2 separate regions of the Mus musculus genome follow, and region 2 is linked to region 1. The links are chromatin contacts, called in public Micro-C maps. All regions are on one chromosome and are shown on one strand. Each heading gives the region's core, a stretch centred on a gene start, on an enhancer-like site or on the middle of the called end of the contact. The rest is flanking DNA. Distances are from core to core; before and after follow the strand shown. Region 1 holds the start of Taf9b (TATA-box binding protein associated factor 9B). Region 2 holds the start of Fgf16 (fibroblast growth factor 16).

Evidence for each region. A called contact is a pair of places that touch in the nucleus more often than the background predicts.
Region 2: a contact with region 1 is called in a Micro-C map of embryonic stem cells, with 3 times the contacts expected there. The contact joins the promoter of Fgf16 here to the promoter of Taf9b in region 1. A contact is called at or near these places in 1 of 39 promoter capture datasets (embryonic stem cells), 1 of 484 Hi-C or Micro-C datasets (embryonic stem cells) and 1 of 9 other capture datasets (liver).

The regions. Positions count from the first base shown.
Region 1 is chrX:106,216,581-106,224,439 of GRCm38.p6, forward strand. It overlaps Taf9b (TATA-box binding protein associated factor 9B), which reads right to left and starts at 3,262. Exons shown (of 7, transcript NM_001001176.2): 1 at 2,999-3,262; 2 at 2,316-2,397; 3 at 1,730-1,866; 4 at 1,517-1,651. The coding sequence starts at 3,049.
Region 2 is chrX:105,759,309-105,767,167 of GRCm38.p6, forward strand. Fgf16 (fibroblast growth factor 16) reads left to right here and starts at 5,169. Exons shown (of 3, transcript NM_030614.2): 1 at 5,169-5,506. The coding sequence starts at 5,233.

The sequences.
Region 1 (7,859 bases), core at 2,012-4,511:
ACTCAGTCTGTAGACCAGGCTGGCCTCGAACTCAGAAATCCACCTGCCTCCACCTCCCAAGTGCTGGGATTAAAGGCATGCGCCACCGCTGCCCGGCTCAGTTCTGTATATTTAAGGTAGATAAATGCTCACTTGTATTATAATATTGGATTTTAAATAGTCAGTGTCTTTTTTTTAATTAGGTATTTTCTTCATTTACATTTCCCATGCTATCCCAAAAGTCCCCCAAACCCTCCCACCTCACTCCCCTACCCACCCACTCCCACTTCTTGGTCCTGGCGTTCCCCTATACTGAGGCATATAAAGTTTGCAAGACCAATGGGCCTCTCTTTCCACTGATGGCCGAAATACTCAGTGTCTTAATTCTGCCTAAAATAAAACTGTCTTATAGCAGAGTTTCAGAAAACAAGGGTGGCCCAATAAAGAGAGTTCTCTTTTCAGTGCTCAGAGAGCCTTAGGTCATATGTCTGAAAAAAAGTCTAGATATGAATGACATACCATTCACCTCACTATTGGATGTCACACACAAAAAGCTATGGCAAAGTGGAAAGTTTGTGAGCTACCAGATCTGGGAGTCAGTCCTAGCTTTGTCCCTGACTCCAATGCAAAAAATTCCCACTGGGTTAGATGAAATAATAAAATTCTTCTAGCTCTGAAAAAAAAATTCCAAGAATTATTTTAACCTTTACTGTGCCATCTACAGGAATTTGGCTTTCTGTAAGTTTACCTATTACTTCCACTCTTTAAAAAAACCTAAGATGAGCCAGGCATGGTGGCTCACGCCTTTAATCCCAGCACTCGGGAGGCAGAGCCAGGCAGATTTCTGCGTTCGAGGCCAGCCTGGTCTACAAAGTGAGTTCCAGGACATCCAGGGCTATAGAGAAACCCTGTCTCAAAAAACCACACAAAAAAAAAAAAAAATCCTAAGATGGAGGGATCCAAAGGGGATAGGGACTCCATATGACAGACAGAGTCAACTAACCTGGACCCGTGGAGGCCCCCAGAGACTGAACCGCCAAAGTGCTAGGATGGGCTAGACCCCTTCCCCTCACATGTGTAGCAGATGTGCAGCACAGCACAGCTTCATTTGAGTCTCCGAACAATTGGAGTGGGGACTGTCCCTGAATCTGTTGCCTGCCTGTGGATTCTCTTCCCCTAGCTGTGCCACCTTGTCTGGCATCAGTGGGAGACTTGTAGTCACTCCTGTAGTGACTTGATGTGCCAGGGTAGGAGGGTACCCAGGGGATTCTCTCTTCTCAGAGGGGAAGGGAGGATGTGGGGAGTAGAAGCTGTGTGAGGGGGGACTGGGAGGAGGGGGGCTTGGATCCCGATATAAAGTGAGTAAATAAATTAATGAAAAAAACCCCATAAGCTAACTAAAACTCCCCTGTCCTCCGTTTTGACATAAGCAATTCATGTAGCCTAAGACAGCTTTGAACCCCTAATCCTCCTGCCTTAGCACCCCTACTGTTGGAATTATAGGCACTAGTTACTACACCTGTCCAGAAAACCTTACCTTTTTAACTAAGGACTTCAGCCTATAGTTTGGAGCTGTTAAGCAGTATCTATCAGGTGGCAGTCTGGGTCCTGCATATGGCTTAATCAGCGGCAAAGGGGTTTGATTCTTCTGCCTTGCAATATCTAGTAAAAACTAATAGAGAAAAATACTCATTAGAAATATACCTTTTAAAGTGTAAGTAAGAAAAACTGCAAATAAACGTTTGCTCACATCTCTTGGGGGAGGAGAGGTAAAGGACTGGTCAGCCCGACACTGGATGGCCAGTCTCACGTCATCGGCATCAACAGTGGGTTTCTTAGCATGACTCGAATAAATCTTTGCATCGTCCAGAATTGTAGTCACATATCCTTTAAGAGCAAAATAATTTTTTCTTAAACGAATGAAGAGATTTCAAGGCAGGATCTTAACTAGCCCATACCGGCCTCACTATATCGCCAAGGGATCCCTTGGAACTTCCGATCCTCTTGCCTCTCCTTCTCAAGGGCTAGATTACAGTATGCATAACCAAGACTAACCTAAAAGCACCTTACTATTTATGCTCCCTGGTTTTTAAAGGTTCCGCTAATTTCTGGAACCTTTATGAATTTTGGTTTTAATCGCTAATTGTCCTATTCGCATACTTTACTTATGCGGACATGCCATATCTAAATACTACAACCCCTTAACTTGCGCTCCTTTTTAGTGCTTTACTCATCTCTAGATTAGTAACAACTGCTTTTGGTTTAAAGTGTTATAGCAAACGAGCTTCTCTAATTCATGAGGTCAGGTTTTGGGTGTATTCACTTATTTAACTTACGGAAAGCAAATTCCAACATTTGATTTATAACCCTTGGCTCATACTCTGTGATTCCCATATCCTTCAGGATCTGTGCCATCACCTGTGGATTCAAAGAAAGACAAAATGCCAGACGGAATGCGCGATGTTAAGTGAAAGAAATCAAGGCTGGATGGAAGGCATATTTTTATATGCAGCAAACCGTTCCTCCTTGTGCCTCTCCCAGTGTTTGCCTATCAGTGATCACACAAAATCAGGCATATGTTCTTGCTGAAAACTTTTAGCAAGGGTGGGAGCAAAGGCACAAGAATGGCCTTTACCGGCTTTCCAGGCAGAGGTAGGGGTGGGTCCAGCTGGCTGTCATTTTCGGATCTGTCAGCGAGGGAAGCTACTAGCATCAGAACCCATGTCGCAGTCAGGGAATCCTCGTGAAGCGAGGAGGCTGCGGACTTGTGGGTGGGGGTGGCCTCGGGCCAGCGAGACAAAGCCCCGCGGCAGCCCTTTGGAGGGGCTCCCCAGGAGCAAGGACGGAGCCCCAGGGACAGGGGGACTCCACTGCCCTTTCCCAGCCACGTCTACCGGCTGCAAACGGCGCGCGATCCCCGCCAGGCGCTCGGGCTCCCCCGGCAAGCGCTCGGGCTGGCCTGTCTCACAGGTCCCAATGCTACGGAGTGCGCCGGGCCCTGCTCCCCGCGCGCGCTTACCAAGGCATCTCTCGGAGCGTTCTTGATAGGCGCCATCTTGGCCGGCTCCATTTTCTCTTGCGGCTCCTCAACCTCGGAGATAGAGCTGCAGGCGGTTTCCACCTCGGTCTGGCTCCACCCCTGTGGGGGATGGAAGGCGGTCCTAGCACGCAGCTCCCCGGCCGGGGCTGCTTCCCAGCCGCCAGCCCCCACCTGTGTGGACTTGGCTACCCGGGGCCCATGCAGGTTCGGAGGTGGAGAGGTGCGGAGGAAGTCGCCCTAGCGATGCTCAGCGACTCTGCGCCATGCAGCGCCAGCTCCCCTCCGACCATCCTCACTCCCACTTAATGCCCACTGGTCCTCGGAGTTTCCTGGAATTCCCTCAGAGGCCCTTCCTCCACTCGGCCGCTGGGTGAACATGGTTCTGGCAAACGCGACAGCCCGTTCCATTTGAATATCACATTAACAACGAATGTGTATCACCACCTCGGCACACAGGCCATGTTGATACTGCAAAATTAGTTGCTCCTTAGCTGACATCCAAATTTAAGTGGGCATTAGGAAATCTTTTTCAAATCTGGGAACCCTACCCAATAGACCAGAGGTTTTCGACCTGCGGGTTGCGACTCCTTCGGGGTCGAACCACCCTTGCACTGGGGTCGCATACGCTGTTTACATTACAACTCATAACAGCAAGAAAATTACAATGATAAAGTAGGAACAAAAATACTTTTATGGTTGGGGGCTCACCACAAGCTGAGGAACTGCATGAAAGCATCTCGAAGGGGGAAAGCCACTGCAGTAGATCCGGTTCTTCACACGTGGGGATTTGGTCTAGCCTACAAAAGCACCGGCTTCCCTACGTCCTCACGGTCTGAGGGGCTCCAGCCTCTAGGGTGGAAACTGGACTCTTTTTTGTCTCCCAGATTGCCCACTCCCATATATATATATATATTTTCAGAATAGGGACCGGCTAAGAGAGGTTTCGAGCGGTTAAACGCTCTTCCGGCATGACAAGTCTGATGACCTCTGAATTCCACAAATGCCCCTGGGCGTGAGTACCCCGAGGTTCACGAGGTTCACGCCATGGCTTCTACTTCCCCTACCCTTAGAATTACGAAGTTAACAGTCTCTGGTTTAAAACGAGTCCGAGAATCCCGTTCCTACGTTTCTCAACAGCCCTGTTCTCTTCCGCCTTCGAAAAGGTTGCCAGGACACCTGGATCAGACACAACCAGGCCCATTAATTAGCGACAAGTCCTATCAGGGTAACTTCACAAAATTACATCCCATCTCGTTGGTACCTAGCTCTAGAGCGTTGATAGTAGCATCTTTCCGCCGACCGCTTACGAAGATTAGAGAATTAGGCCTACCAAATGAGGCCCTTTCACGTCCTCACAACTGAATGGGCCTCGTAGTTATAACAAAGACTGTTTTACTTAAAATTCTCCAGGAGTACCTCTCACAGATTTAACATTTCGGGGCTTAGCGAACCCTTCAGTTTAGGTAGGGCAGTTTACCTCATCCGAGGACGACTCCTCCTCGACAATCTGGTCAAACGCATCCGACTCCTGGTCAGCCATCTTGAACTTTGATGCTCTTGCGGAACCCACGCTGACGGCTCCCAAGCCCCGCCCCACGCACCCCGAGCCCCGCCCCCTGCTCCCCCCTCGCAGCCCCCCGCCCCACGTGCCCTGAGCCACGCGCCCTGCTCCCCCGCCCTCGCAGCCCCCCCTCGCCCTGCTCCCTAGCTCTTCCTTGTCCCGCCCGTAGCGTCTTTTCCCCACTCGTAAGCCAGCTGACCAGTGTTCAAAACCAACGATTACCTTTTCAAAGCAAGTAGAAACTAATAAATGAGTAGTTTGTACCTAGTATATAACAATTAAAAAGAAAAGAAAAAGCGCCGTTTAATTCCTACAGTTTTGACTTAAAACTTGTCTATGCAAAATATGAGAGTATCTTGTTTCTATCGTCTTTCCCAAAGTAAGTTATTTTACTTTGCTGTATCCAAATGTCCAGAATTACTTATCTTGTGCCTTGGGACCATTTGTTGGTAAAATAACAGTTATTTGCCCCCACGCACTGCAGCAGCTCATATGACAACTAAAATAGTTACTGACTCTTGGGTGAAATCCGTGTATAGCTGAGTGCACTGGACGAAGGGATGACTCAATATGGAAGGACACAAGAATTTAATATACTACTGAGATCAGCTTTCGATTTATGATTCATGAATCGTTAATTTCTGGATTTTTTTTTTTTCCGAGACAGGGTTTCTCTGTGTAGCTCTGGCTGTCCTGGAACTCACTTTGTAGACCAGGCTGGCCACGAACTCAGAAATCCACCTGCCTCTGCCTCACAAGTGCTGGGATTGAAGGCATGCGCCACCACTGCCCGGCTTGGAATTTTTTATTTAATAAATTTGAATCATGGTTGACAACAGGCAACTGAAATTGTGGAAAGCAAAAAAACCAAACCAAACCAAACCAAAACAACCCAAGAAAACAGATTTAGAGAGATTACTGTAAAGAAATTAGAGTCCTGTTTCACTCTGATGCTTTTTCTGGTAACTTTGTGTGTTCGCGCGCCGCGCGCGCGCGCGCGCGCGTGTGTGTGTGTGTGTGTGTGTGTGTGTGTGTGTGTGTCTGTGTGTGTGTGTGTGAGTGCTCTGAAGTTATTTTATTTTCAAATACAGACAGCTCTTTTATTTTTCTTTTTTGAATGAGAGTTGTTTCACAACCTACACATAATGTCTGTGCTGATTAGGGTTTGTTTTTGTTTTCGTTTTGTTTTTTGTTTTCGTTTTCGTTTTTGTTTTTTTTGACAACTTGACACAAGCCAGGGTGTCTGGAAGAAGGAACCTCAACTGACAAAATGCCTCTGTAAGACTGGCCTTTAAGGCAAGTCTTTGGAGTGTTTTCTTGATTGATGATTGATGTGTGAGGGCCCAGGCCATTGTGGGTGGTCCACTGCTGAGCAGATGGTCTTTAGTTGTATACAAAGCAGGCTGGGCAAGCAATGGGCAATAAGGCAGCAAGCAGCACTCCTCTGTTTTCTCTACTTCAGTCCCTGCCCTGACTTCCCTGAATACGATGGAGTACAACTGTAAAATGAATAAATCCTTCCCTGCCCACGGTAACTTTGTTCATGGTGTTTCATCATATCTTCCAAAATCAAGCTCTTTTGGAGAAACAGCATATTGTCAATTCTTACCCCCCAGTGTATTTCCAAATTAAATGCACTTCCTTCTTTCCCACCTTAAAAATTTCGAATTTATACCAGACCGACATTTTAATATCTTTTCTATGGCCAATTGTTATGACAATCACTTTGCAGGCACATGTCTTAAGTAAGTTATTCCTTCTATTTATGAAAACTGAAACATTTCAAGTACCCCCATTTGTTTTAAGGAAACTGGAAAATACATGAAAACTTCCATTATGAAATCTTTAATATCCTAGACAAGAAAATCACATCCTTATTCTTCACAATTACATAGAAGACTTGTATATAGTACACCTAGTTAGTTGATAGCTTGCGATTTTCTTTGCTAGCAGTTTATGAAATGGAATATATTATAATTTATATTTGCATGTTCTTTGAATATGAACACAACTAAGCAAACTTTTGCGCTTTGTATTTGGATAAAATAGCAACAACTTGTTATATATTTTCTACAGTTTTATTAATGTCTTTATGAATCGATTTAGTGGCATGAAACTCCATTGTGTTCAAGTACACATTTTTAAAAATGAGAAGGAACATTTGTAGAAAGTATGATTGGTAGTAAGATATGACCCATTTGACTCTCTATATTTTTGAATGTCTAAACTATTTCAACAATTGTTCTTTTCTTTATTTCTTGACTTTTTTTTCTTTTACAGTGTGTGGTTATATAGCTCAAGACTGGCTTTGAACTCACCATGTAGTGCAGGCAGGTATTAAAATTGTGGTTTTCATGTCTCGGCTACCCAAGTGCTGCAATTACAGGCATTGACTGCCGCATCTGTATGGTTGCAGTTGGTTTCAACTCAATATTGGAGTCTTACTGTGAGGTGAGCAAACTGGATTTGGTCTCCCTATGTCTTTCTACTTCCCTTTCTACCATGGGCAATTTTATAATCTTTTTCTGTATATTATTAAGTATGCTCTATTTTTGTAATTGTCCTTCCTATTCCAGTGTGCATGTCCTGGAAGATCAGAAGGATCCAACCATCATCACACATGTTTGGCTAGAGATTAAGCACTATTCGGTAAAATTTATTGAAGAAATATATGTTATTTTCAGGTTTGTATTTGTTGTCAGGATCCCTTAGTGTTGTTTCTCTTTTCTCTTTTTAAAGGATTGATTTATTATTTACTTGTACCTGCATAAGTGTATGTACCACCTGAGTGCAGGAGCTCGTGAAGGCCAGAGGGCATTGGACCTCCTAGAACGGGAGTTACAGGTGGTTGCTAACCATTTGATATGGGTGCGGCACACAATCCATAGCAGTAAGTGCTCTGAAGGGCAGAGCCATCTCTCAAGACCCGTTTTCTTTTCCTTTTAAGTAACCAAAGCCCTCAGACACCAGCAGTTGGACTATCTAATTGGACAGTTATCTGACTCTTCCTTTCTGATACCCTTCCTTACAGGCAACTTTCAGGGAGTGGAAATGAGTGACTGACTCAGACTGAGGGAAAAAAAATGGAGGTCAGATTGGAATTAAAACTGTTGCAGTTTTTGAGGTTTTCTAGAAGTACATGTCCATTAGCATTGTGGCAAGCACATCTACTGCTTGGGCATTTTCTTTTATTTTTTTATTTTTTATTTTTTGGGCGTTTTCTCAGAGGTTGCACAAACTATTAATCAAACCTTTGCTTCTTAGGTCATTGTTTCAACT
Region 2 (7,859 bases), core at 3,919-6,418, 460 kb before region 1:
TCCATGAAGAGATTAGGGTTACATGGGATTTACTGAAACATAATAAAGGCAATTTATAATAAGCCTATAGCCAACATCAAATTAAATGAAGAAGAATTCATAGCAATTCCACTAAAATCATGAACAAGAAAAGATTGTCCACGTTCTCCATCCCTATTCATTATCTAAAGCAATAGGACAATTGAAGGAGATCAAGGGAATACCAATTAGAAAAGGAAAAGTCTAAGTATCTTTGTTTGCAGATGATATGATAGTATACATAAGTGACCCTAAAAATTCCACCAAGGAACTCCTACACCTGTTAAACAGTTTCAGCAAAGTAGTTGGATACAAAATTAACACAAAAACCAGTAGTCCTCCTACATACAAATGACAAATGGACTGAGAGAGAAATCAGGGAAACAACACATTTCACAATAGCCTCAAATAATATGACTATCTTGGAGTAACTCTAACCAAGCCAGTGAAAGACTTGTCTGATAAAAACTTCAGGTCTTTGAAGAAAGAAAATGAAGAAGATATCAGAAGATGGAAAGATCTCCCATGCTCATGGATCACTAGGATTAACATAGTAAAATTGACCAGCCTACTAAAAGCAATCTACAGTCAAAGCAATCCTCATCAAAATTTCAACACAATCCTTTACAGATCTTGAGAGGACAATTCTCAGCTTCATATGGAAAAACAACAACAACAACAAAACAGGATAGCTAAAACAATCCTATATCTCGGAAAAAAAAAAAAAAAAGACAATCCTATACAAAAGAACTTCCAGAGGTATCACCATCTTTGATTTCAGGCTGTTCTACAGAACTATAATAATGAAAGCCTTGTGGAATTGGCATAAAAATGGACGTGTGGATCGATGGAATTGAAGTGAAGACCCGGAATAAGCCCATATATATGGATACCTAATTTATGATAAAGAAGCTTGAAATACACATTGGAAAAAAAGTCAGCATCTTCAACAAATGGTGCTGGCCTAACTGGATGTCAGCATATAGAAGAATGTGAACAGTTCCATATCTATCACCCTGCACAAGCAAGTCCAAGTGGATCAAAGATCTCAACGTAAACCCAGAAGCATTGACCCTGATGTAAGAGAAAGTGGGGAATACCCTTGAGCACATTAGCACAGGAGACAACTTCCTGAATAGAATACTGATAACACAGGCAGGAAGATCAACAATAATGAATGAGACCTTGTGAAACTGAAAGGCTTCTGTAAAGCAATGAATACCATCGTTTGGACAAAGCAGCAGACTATAGAATGGGGGGGGGGGTTACCAACTACATGTCTAATAGAGAACTAATATCCAAAATATACAAAGAACTCGAGAAACTAGGTATCAAAAAACCAGACAGTCCAATTTAAAAATGGGGACTGGCTCAGCAGTTAAAAGCATTGATTACTAAAGGACCCAGGTTCCCAGCACCCATACAGCAGCTCATAACCACAACTCGAGTTCCAGGGAATCTGACACCCTCACACATGCAGGCAGAACACCTGTATGTTCAACATGAAATGTTCAACATCCCTAGCTATCAGGGAAATGCAAATCAAAACTACTTTGAGATTCCATCTTACACCTCTCAGAATGACTAAGCTCAATAACATTTCATGCTGTCAAGAATGTAGAGCAAGGGGAGCACTCTCCTCCATTGCTGGTGGGTGCAAACTTGAACATCCACTTTGGAAATCATTAAAATAAATCCTAATGATATTCTGATATATATCCAGTCATCATCAGGGATGTTTCCTCTGGCAGCAGATGGGAACAGATGCCAAGAACCATAGCTAGACAATATACGGAAAGAGAGTCTAAATGGAGGTCTCCATCAAATCCTTCCCCGAGAGCTCAGGGAGTCTTGTGGAAGAGGAGGCAGAAAGAGTGTAAGAGCCAGAGGAGATGGAGGACACCAGGGGAACAAGGCCATTGGAATCAACTAAGCAGAGTGCATATGTGCTCACAGAGGCAGAAGCAGCAAGCACAAGACCTGTACGGGTCTGCACCAGGTCCTCTAGGTATACATTACAGCTATTAGCTTAGTATTTTATGGGACTCCTGACTATGAGAACAAGTGAGTCTTTGGCTCTTTTGTCTGCTCTTAGGGCTCTTTTTCTCCTGTTGGGTTGATGTGTCCAACTTCGATATGATAGTTCTTGCTTCATCTAATATTTTATTTTGTCATGTTTTGTTGTTATCTCAGAAGCCTGTTCTTTTCTAATGAGAGACAGAAAGAGAACAGATGTGGAGGAGAGGGGAGGAGAAGCTGGGAGGACGAGAAGGGGAAACACCAATCAGAATATACTGTATGAGGGGAAAATCTGTGTTTAATAAGATAAATGTAAAAATAAAAAGAAGTGGGTGAAATTTATTTCATCATAGACATCTATACCTTTTATAGTGCCTGCTTCTCAAAATGGTTTCATCTACATTTTTAAATTTGACTCTAATTAAAAGAATTAGTCCAATTTATCAATTAGACCAAGAATTGTTCCTTTTTTTTTTTTTTTTTTGGCTACCATTTTCTCCTTCTGATCCTGCAAAAAAGATCCTTCCCATCTTTGCCTCAGGGTACATTCATTATAAAAGTCACCTTAGTCACCTTAGGCCAGAATGGATTCAGGACCCCTACCTAGTGTCACAATTTGTTTTGTTGTTGGGACAGGGCCTCATGTAGTCCAGTCTAATCTTGAACTCCTGATCCTCCTGCCTCCACCTTCAAAGTGTTGAGACTATAAGTACAAGGAACTGCGTTCAGTTCGGACAATTTCTTATTTGCTTGTTCAATCTCTCACTTGCTGTGCAACTCAGGTTGGGATCACACTCCCAATCCTCCAAGTGCTAGAATTACAGCTGAGTGCCAGCACAACAGGCTTGCTCTTGAGATATTTTTAAAGTAAGTCCAAGACAGTATGTAGGTCCATTAATGCATATTCTAATAAGGACTCCACCCTTTTAAAGATATTTTTAATTTTTAAAAATTATGTAGGGTGTGTGTGTGTGTTCCTGTGGACACCAGAAGATGGCATCAGACCCCCTGGTTCAGGAATTGCAAGCACATGTGAGCTAATGTGGGTGGTAGGAACAGAACTTGGGTCCTCTAAAAGAGAACTACTTGATTTTCAACGCTGAGCTCTCCATTCTCTAGATTCCACCTTTTTTCTTTTATTTATTTTTATTTATGCTCATTGGTGTTCCGCCTGCTCGTATGTGGATGTGAGGGTGTCAGATCCCCTGGAACTGGAGTTACAGACAGTTGTGAGCTGCCATGTGGTGCTGGGAATTGAGCCTGGGTCCATTTGGAAGAGCAGCCAGTGCTCTTAAACACCGAGCCATCTCTCCAGCCTCTAGATTCCACCTTTTGCTTGTGTGTGGGGGTCCATTAAAACTGTATGATAACTTGCATGTGTGTTCACTGTTGCTGAAAGCATCTTTCCTTTGAGTGTCTATATGTGCCAGGCATTGCGCTTGGCCCAGGAGAGTCCCTCTGAGCTAAAGAAGCACAGCAGAAACAAGCCACAGTGCTGTTCCAAACTAAGAATTGCTATGGGTCCAGGATGTGAGCACAGGGTGCACGTGGAGCCTTAGAGTAGGGCCTCAAATTGCACTGAGTTGTGGGGAGGCTTGTTTACTCATTTTATGGTAACCCTGAATTTGAACTTGTGGCTCGGTGGGGTCTCCAGCAGGAGGCGCAGTAAAGGCGCCGAAGGGTAGGATTGGGGGTTCAGTCACTACCAGAACCTGGGAAGGCGGCCAGCGCCTGCTGCGTGTGAAAACTGCAAGCAACAACGCCATTTAATAAGGAAGAAGGAGGCGAGCGCCAGAGGCCCAGAGGGACCGTGGGGTTCAGGTGCGGGGCAGAGATGCAGGGGCTTGCGGCAGGCAGGCACCTGCTCGCCAGGTCCTCTCCACCCAGCCTCTCTTTCTGGCAGCCGCCAGTTCCCACCCCTGACGGCCGCTCTTCCTGATAGAGTTTCTTGGAACAGGGCACAGGACAGAGCGAGGAAACACCTGTTTCCAACAAGAAAAGAGGTGTATAGGGGGAGAGCCCCCACCAGGCTTCCAATGGCCTCTCACAGAGCTTGCTCTCCTGAGCCTTGTAAAAGCGCGCCCAGAAATCCATGGAGATCATTTTTCAAAAAGATCGCTTTCTATGTCTTAGCCTCCACCCCTCTATGTCTAAGCCACAACGTCCTTTTTAAAAAGTCTTCTTTCCCTCTGGGATTTCCCGCTCCTCCCAGACCCTTTAAGCGCCCCCACCCTTTGGTGCCTGCAGGGACCTCCACCACCTCTCAAGACCTTACAGCTGCAACTGCGTTTGGCTTCCAGAACGTTTTCGCTTCCTCAGACCCCTGTGGACCTACAGGTGGGGAGTGGGACTAAAGGGCAGCAGAACAAAGGAGCTGGAGCGCCCCTGTCCCGGGCCAGATACCCCTTCCGCAGCCTCTTTTGGGCCAGAGAAGAGGAGCTCAACAGCGCGAGGACTCCCTCCCCCCAGCCCCGGTCTCCGGCACTTCCCAGAGGGGAGCAGCGGGAGGATGCGTGGGAGGCGGGGGTGGCCCTTGCAGCAGACCGACAGACAGACCCCGGAGGAACTAGCCTGCGTGGCCGTGGTCGCCAATGGCCTCCACGTACTGGGCTCCGTTATTTCATCAGCAGTTTAAGAAAACCTGCCAAAAGCAGTTATGCCTCACTGCAATGTGTAGCTTTTTCCTGCCATTTTTTTCATAATAAAAGAGGGAGTGAAGCTCGCTCGCTCGCTCCCCGCCTCCACCCCCCTCTCCCAAAAAGAGCCAAATGGATACGAGAAGGGGGGAAAAAAGGAAAGAACCCACACACCAATCTCTGAGGGGATGCCAGTGAGGTGTGGCTTGTATTTAAATATCCAATATGTCAATGGAAGGGGAGTGGGTACGTATATAAAGTGCCATTTGCATCTGATAGCTCCAGGAAGCCAGCTATGAGAGGCCAGGAGAGATGGATGCGGAGGGGAAGCCGAACTTTAACTGAGAGCAAGGTCAGGAGCGCGCTGCCCCACGCTCCCCGCCGCTGAGAAGTTCTTTGGACGCGAACAGACGTGTGCTGCAGCTGGGCAGAGCGCGGAGCCGAGCAGCGAGCGAGCGAGCAAGCGAGCGCCGCCGACCCGCCCGCCCGCGCCCGCCGCCAAGACAGGCAGTTCGCGCCCCGGGGCCCCGGCTCGGCCCGCGCCGCCGCCGGCCCCGCCATGGCGGAGGTCGGGGGCGTCTTTGCCTCCTTGGACTGGGACCTGCACGGCTTCTCCTCCTCTCTGGGGAACGTGCCCTTAGCTGACTCCCCGGGTTTCCTGAACGAGCGCCTGGGCCAGATCGAGGGGAAGCTGCAGCGCGGCTCGCCCACAGACTTCGCCCACCTGAAGGGGATCCTGCGGCGCCGCCAGCTCTACTGCCGCACCGGCTTCCACCTTGAGATCTTCCCCAACGGCACGGTGCACGGCACCCGCCACGACCACAGCCGCTTCGGTGAGGACCCGGCCGTGGAGGGGTGGTGGGGGAGAGGGAGCGGACGGACCGCGGACTAGGGAGCCGTCGACGCGGGGCTGTCCCGCAGGGGTCCCCCCGAACCTTCTAGCACCGGACGCCGTCCGGACCCGTCGGGGTGGGATGCGGTGGCAGGGCCCTAAGCCTGGCGGGGACTCGGTGGCCCCCCGCGCCCCGCGACGCTCCCCGGAGGGGGCGGAGGCGCCTCGCGGTGCGGCCTCTTCCAGCCGCTCCACCCTCCCTCCTCCCGGAGCAAGGGGTTCCCCGTGAGAGCCCATCGTCGGGTCTCCGAGGGAAGCAGGTGGAGTCTGGAGAGGAGCCGAAGTCCTCGACTAGGAGGCAGGGGACCGCGGCCAGAGGAGTCTTAAGGGTGGCAGACCCGTCGCGACTGATCGCCCAGAGCAGGAGCCTCCACGGGCCAGCGGCCCTTACCCAAATCACTTTTATCTGACGGGGATCCGGCCGTCATGGCACTGGTCATCCTCAGGGGTGGCTCTGCCCAGGGTAGAAGCCAATCCAGGCAGCACAGCATGAGCCTGGGAGCCTGGGAGCTGAGAATCTAGAAAAACCTTGGGGTGCCCACTGCCTATGAACAAGTCTTGGGTATCTTTTGCCCAGAACTTACTCCTCGCCCACGTGAGGGAACTGCCCCGAACCCACTGCCAGCCCCAGAAACAGGAAATGTCTAATCTCCAGGCAAGATTGCCTCTGCCAGCCTGCGACTGTACAGATTGTTCAGAGCACCCAGCTGCCTGCATCGCCATACAGAACTAATTACACGATTAATATAAACCTTGATCTGGGACGGCAATCTTTAGGCTTCTAAGCAACTGTGTTCCCTCTTCTGTAATTTGCCGGGTTTTTTATTTTCAATTTCCTATTCATTATTAAGCCATCAAACAGGTGTGGTGACAGCTAGCCTTTCTCCTCCGCCGCAGTGTCCTCGGCTTCCTCCCTAGGTCCTTGTAATGCAAGAAGCGCACTTTCTGCCCCCAAGCCAGTCCGAAGCTCTGCTACCCTCAAGCAGGACACGGTTCATTTTTTTCCTATCCTTCCCATCTTCGCATTCTATCCATGGTTTTCTAGAGCTGCGTCTGGAGTCCTCAGAAGAAAGAAAGAAAGAAAGAAAGAAAGAAAGAAAGAAAGAAAGAAAGAAAGAAAGAAAGAAAGGAAGGAAGGAAGGAAGGAAGGAAGGAAGGAAGGAAGGAAGGAAGGAAGGAAAAAGAAAAAAGAAAAGAATGAAAGAAAATGGGGGCAGAGGAGGGGGCAGCCGAGGGGCAGCTTAAGGCCAAGCCTAGCAGACAACTAAGACCAGGGTTGGCCTTCCTTGCTGGGAGCAGGCAGGAACCGTAATGAGGTCTATGTCATCTTGGAAAAATGCACTCAAACAGAGCTGGAGTACAGTAGGTTGGGAGGGGTAATGGAGGGTTGCAGGTGTCTGTATAAACTTGCAGCAGGTCCTCAAAAGGGTGACGAGGCGGGTGGGAGGAGAGGGGGTGTTAACTTGGCTTCTTTCCCTCCCATCACTTGCGATTTTGCAGTCCCCTTTTGTTCTTCTTCGTAAGGACTGGGACTCCCACCCTCAACTCAGAGGCTCCCAGAAATGGCCTAAAGCTATTATGCTATAATGTATAAAAGACCCGTGTGTGTGTGTGTGTGTGTGTGTGTGTGTGTGTGTGTGTGTGTGTGTGTGTGCATTTATATGGATGTGTATAAAAGCAAAGTCACTAAATGATAGTGAAATGTGGGCTGGGGGGCGGTGAAATTGGTAAAACTGTGAACTGCCCCCCAGCTGCTATGTTTGTCTGCCTCTGTGCCTGAGCTGAGCCCAATAATCTACAAGGTCAACATAAGTCAGTAATAGGCTCTTGGGATAAGTGGTCTTTAATTGCCTCCCTAAAGACACATCTTGATTTCTTTTCATCTCCCAGACCTGCTCAGGGTGTTAAGTTTAAGGAGAAACCAAAGGAAGTAAGGCTGACGGAGGACGTTTGCACTGCTGCTTAACCGGGCTTGCTTCAGTTTGGGTTTGGCCTTTTAGAAAACACAAGCTGCCTGAGACCCCCTCCACATCCCCTTTTCCCTTTCCTCCTTCCCTGATTTCTTGGCAGCTCTGTGCATTTCCTGTAAAGGAAATGATAACCGGTCAAAACTGTCTCTTCATAACCTCCCCTGCCAACTTGCAAACACACTCTTGCTCAGTTTAGCTTTTGGCACAGGACGAGGTGGGGTTTGAGTTTGCTCACACTCTCCTCCCTCCACATTTGAGTTAATCAGCCAGAGTATTCAATAAATCGAAACTTTAACATTCCATAAGTGCTTTAGCAGTCAACAT